Regions from separate parts of the Rattus norvegicus genome. Here region 1 is linked to region 2. The links are chromatin contacts, called in public Hi-C maps. All regions are on one chromosome and are shown on one strand. Each heading gives the region's core, a stretch centred on a gene start, on an enhancer-like site or on the middle of the called end of the contact. The rest is flanking DNA. Distances are from core to core; before and after follow the strand shown.

Region 1 (2,700 bases), core at 176-2,675, 350 kb after region 2:
CTCTTTTCAGTTCTTGATACTTTAAATTTTAAACTTTCCATTACCTTTAACCCAGAAAGATTTCTTTTTCAGAGAGAAGAGGAGAATTTTACCCTTTGATCAACTATCAAAAACCCAACAATCTCCACAAAGCTTGTAATGGAGAATGCTGGAAATGATCCACATGTCCCAGAATTAGGATCAATGAAATAACACAATGTCTCCAGGCAAATTTATATGTACTAATATAAAGCAATAAATGTAGTAAATAAAATTTGGAAATGGAAAGACAAATTTTAGGATGAAATAATGTAGGGGAGGGTCTGGGAGGGCAAGAGTGGAAGGGGAGCATAAAATGTCTGTTACAGCTGGAGAAGTGAGTTCCTAATGTCCCATCTCCTGATTGTACCATAGGCCGGTAAGCAAACCCTTAGTACATGAAGTTTTGAATTCACATTTAATATCAACTCTGGCATAGGCTAGCAATGTGCATTGTGATGTTCTTGTAGTGCTAGGCAGCAACAATGGCAACAAGTCTCAGGTTTGTCACAGTGTCACAAAAGTAAAAAACAACTCCCCATGGGGTTCTGTTGCTAAGGCAAACTGTTCGGTAGGCTGCATGTGTCACATGTAACTTTGATGTCTGCAACTTTTAATTCATGGTGGATTCCTTAAGATGGCATCTTGTAAGTAGAGCAGTATCTGAACTATCGGAATTTAGTTGGATTTGAGGGTGGTAACACTCAGGTGGAAAGGAGCCCAGTGCACACCCATTTATGTAGAAACCTGCTCATGGTTTGCTCTGTTACAGCCTTATTGTGCATGCCAGCACATAGCTGCCTGGTAAAATAGATATCCTGAGAACATGAGTTTGGTTGCACAACAGATACTAGTGTGCATGTTAGGCACCTCCTGGAAGCTACTAGGAGCTGACATGTGGGAATACAGAGAAATCGTTCTTTCTCAGTCAAATAAAAATCGTCCTTCCTTGGTTACAGAAAAATATTAGCTCACCATATGTCTATAAGGACAAAGTTCCCTGAATAAATGCATTAATGTGTCTTATTCTTTCAGCAAAATTAAAAATGCTTTAAAAATAGTTTCACTGGTTCCTCGTTAAGTCTCACTAACCAAAAGAAAAATTAATAAAGACATGATGACCTCACATTGCAGTGTGGGAGACAGACTGGTAAGCAGATATGATCAAATTGAGTGTGGTAAGGCTTCTTTTGACTGTTGAGCAAAGAGCTGTCAGTGACGAGACATGGGGCACTTTGCTGGAGCCAGTCAAGAAGGTTTAGCAGAACAGGTGACATTTGAGCTAGATCTTGAAGGATGGACAGAAGTTTGCCAAGTGGATGAGGTGATCGCTATATACAGGACCAGGCTCTTGGTGAGAGCCAATACATGTTAACATCCAGTTCCAGTCAAGGAAGTGTTCCTGGAAGAGGACACCAGTCAGTTCAGCTCAAGGAACACTTATTGAGTACCTTGTGTATATCAGGCACAGCTCCAGGCTCTTCAGTCCTATGTGCCAGGCACATCTTGTGAAGACAGATAATTATACAAGAGCCTGGTGTGAGCCATGGTCAGAGCTCCTATTTATAGCATTGGTTCTCCAGATGGAGCGGGATGCTTGTTTTAACACTGCTGACGCATTCCCTCCTGATCGCAACCCTCCGCTACTGCCCTGACCGCCCTGAGAAGCAGGTAGCCGATGGCTCTGTCAGACTTGATTTCAAGAAGTCTAGCATGCCTACTCTCATCCCTGTGCTCCAGGCTACCCTGGTCTACACTTAGAATCAGGTCTGGGCAGCAGCTCTCCCTCACAACAGGGGTGGAAGATAACTGATGCCGTATCTGTCTCCAGCTCACTGACCTAATGAATACAACTGCCCTATGGACCTGCTCACCCCTAAAATGGTAACACTTAAATGTATTTTACTATAATTCAGTAAAATATAAACAAGTATAGACACTACTATAAAATGTATAATAATGAGGAGTATATACATTACTATAAAATCTATTATTATGAGTATAGAGCCTATACATCCTATACCTACCATAGCATGTTTATACATTCAAGGAATACTCCAGGGCTGTTTTCATAGCATTTTTGCTGGCCCAAACAATAAAGAAATGAGCCAAGTTCAGTGCAAAAGAAATTTTTGTAGTTTAATATTCATAAGTCAGAGATGAGAATTACTCTAACCATTATACTAAGAAGCAAAAGCACAGAACATTTAATTTACCATTTATTTACCAAATGCTGAGAAAAGTCAGATCTCATGAATCCTCAGGCTCAGTCTCTCTCTACTAATGCAGTCTGTAGGTCAGACACAACAAAAGACATTCCTATATACTGTCTTGCCTGAACTTATTCTTTAATTAACAAGTTAAAATTGTATACATAATTTATATTTATATATAAATTCATATTGTATATCATAATTAAGTTATATATTTATGTACATTATATATAGACATATATCAAAATATATATGGTAGACAATATAATGTTTGAAAATATACATTTTATAATGCCAAACTCATGGTAGATAACATATGCTTTACATTACACAACTATGCATGTTGCAAGAACATGTTCAGTCTACTCTCTTTGAGCAAAGGATCTTTCTTGAAGACTCACACAGGCAGTGAGCTGCTGACCCTGACTTCAGGCCCAGGGACTGCACTCTGATGCACTTTTTAAAAATG
Region 2 (2,700 bases), core at 127-2,626:
CTGGAAATCAATCTGGAGGTTCCTCAGAAAATTGGAAGTAGTACTATCTTAGGACCCAGTTATACCACTCCTGGGCATATACCCAAAAGATGCTCTAACGTATAACAAGGACACATGCTCCACTATGTTCACAGTAGCCTTATTTATAATAGCCAGAAGCTGGAAAGAATCAAATAACCCTCAACAGAGGATGGATATAAAATGTGGTATATTTCTACAAAAATAATGACTTCATGAAATCCATAGGCAAATCGATGGAACTAGAAAATATCATCCCTAGTGAGGTAACCCAATCACAAAAAAAAAAACAAAAAACAAAAAAACAAAAAAAAAAAAACCACATGGTATGCACACTCACTGATAGTGGATATTAGCCAAAAATCTCGAATTACCCAAGATCCAATCCACAGACCACATGAAGCTTAAGAAGGACGACCAAACTGTGGATGCTTCAGTTCTTCTTAAAAGGGGGAGTAAAAATATTCATAGGAGGAGATATGGAGACAAAGCTTGGAACAGAGACTGAAGGAATTGCCATTCAGAACCTGCCCTACCTGAGGTTCCAGCCCATAAACATACAATATTTCTGATGCCCAGAAGTGCATGCTGACAGGAGCCTGATACAGCTGTCTCCTGAGAGGCTCAGTCAGAGCATTACAAATACACAGGCAAATGCTAGCAGCAAACCATTGAACTGAGAACGGGGTACCATTGGAGGAGTTAGAGAAAGGATTGAAGGAGGTGAAGGAGCTTGCAACCCCATAAGAACAACAATACCAACCAACCAGAGCTCCAGGGACTAAATCACCATCCAAAGACTATATACATGGACAAACCCATGGCTACAGCTGCATATGTAGCAGAGTATGGCCTTGTTGGGCACTAAGGGGAGGAAAAGTCCTTGGTCTTACCAAGGCTGGATCCTCATTGTTGGGGAATGTCAGGGTGGGGAGGTGGGAAGCGGTTGGTGGTTGGGGACGGGGAACACCTTCATAGAAGAAGGGGAAGTGGGGATGGGATACGGTGTTTATGAATGGGAAACCGGAAAGGGGAATAACATTTGAAATGTAAATAAAAATATCCAATTTAAAAAATTAAAAAAAAAAAGCCAAGACCACAGTGTTAGGCACACTACTGATTAGTGATTTATTTTTACATAGCATCCGCTAGGGGGCAACACAGACCATTCATAGACTCTCCAGCCAAGCCAGACGAACCTTTAGCCAAAACTAATGTGCGCTGATGCACAGCTACTTAAAGTCGGAGTTCCAGGATCTAGTATCCACGCCTGCTACTGAGCAGGCGTAAATATGCGCACTCCATTGGTCGAGGTTCCGGAAGGGGCAGGGTCCTGAAAGGAACACTGGCTTCCGGTTGGGCCTGCCGCCTGCTGTTTCATCCACCGCGGTTCCTCCGTTCGGTGCGGCGTGGCGATGCCTAGCGGTGCGGAGCACCCCGGAGACAGCGCCGCGCCGGGACCCACCCGCACATCGACCGCGCACGCCGAGGCCCTTAGCAGTAAGGTGCCGTGGGACGCCGAGGATGGGCGGTGGGCGGCGGGCGGCGGGAAACGGGTCCCGCGGTCGCATCGGTGCCCAGTAGCCTCACCGGTCCATTCTCAGCACCGGCCGCTGGTTTCCCCTGCGTCCTGCAGATTTGCTATGATGGAGGCACAGATTTATCCACTGCAAACAACAGTGATACTGAGACAGAGGTCTTAATGACGTTTTTCCTTTACGCGTTTGCACCACTCTCCTCTCGGAACCCTTCACACATGTGATCTGTTGCTCGTTGGCTGTGCTTCATCCATTTAGCCATGTACCCGCCTGGACGCCATCCATGACGTCCATCATGAAAGTTTAGAAATCTGCCCGTTCTTCCAGACTCAGGCAAAATTTTCTTAACCGAAGTTATCAGTTGCCTGTTGACCTTAAAATATATTCTCACCTTTAAGTGATCCTAAAAACATCAGTTTGGTCATCTCTTTATTATTCAACCAGGACTGTAGCAGATTAATTTTTTCCCTTCCTCTTTTTGGGATAGGGTTTCATAAGTAGCTCAGGCCAGCCTCAAATATTGTTTGAGGATCACCTTGAATTATTCTCTTGCCTAATAGTCAGGATTTCAGGGAGGCAACCCCATACCTGAACTGTACAGTGATCTCAACTTCCAGTTACAGACAAAAATCTTTAAACGTGTGGATTGGAGGGGGTGTGGGTGCAGCCTTTTCAGTTATTAAACATCCTGAATTCCATATTTTTTTTCTGTCCTGTATGACATCTTCAGTACATTGCCTTATTTCCAGTGTGCCACAGTATTCTGTGGTGTCACCTAAAGTGAGATATATTATATACCTGTCGTTTGTAGTGAGCATAAAAGCGCTGTACAAGCAGCCTTGAATCTCAGGGAGGGTGTACTCAATGTAGCTTTGTCGTATGTTAGTACAGCTCTTAGCACTGCCCATGCACACTCATTTGGGTGGGGATGAGTTTTCAGAATACTCTGGCTACTGCCATAGCAAGCCTCTTGGCACTGTGTAGCTGTGTCAGTGTAGACTTATTGCCTATTTGGGCATTTCATCTGATGATAAGGAACAAACTGAGCTTAAGGATACCAGCAGTATGCTGTCCTTAATACTCAAAATAGAATGATACAAGGGTGGGAGATGATGTTGTACCACTGCAGGAAGGGCGTTCGTTC

Evidence for each region. A called contact is a pair of places that touch in the nucleus more often than the background predicts.
Region 1: a Hi-C map of psoas muscle shows a contact between it and region 2, with 2.7 times the contacts expected there. The contact joins the enhancer-like site here to the promoter of Asdurf in region 2. A contact is called at or near these places in 7 of 12 Hi-C or Micro-C datasets (the A7r5 cell line, frontal cortex, kidney and 3 more).

The regions. Positions count from the first base shown.
Region 1 is chr9:55,967,691-55,970,390 of GRCr8, forward strand. No RefSeq gene overlaps it. Among named protein-coding and RNA genes, the nearest start is that of Mstn, 18 kb to the left of the region's middle. Within about 2 kb of position 1,426, at least 6 of the 93 cell types and tissues checked have an H3K27ac peak or open chromatin away from gene starts, as enhancers often do.
Region 2 is chr9:55,617,423-55,620,122 of GRCr8, forward strand. Asdurf (ASNSD1 upstream open reading frame) reads left to right here and starts at 1,377. Exons shown (of 4, transcript NM_001399676.1): 1 at 1,377-1,523. The coding sequence starts at 1,434. It overlaps Asnsd1 (asparagine synthetase domain containing 1), which reads left to right and starts at 1,377. Exons shown (of 6, transcript NM_001106763.1): 1 at 1,377-1,523. It also overlaps a transcript of Slc40a1 not described here.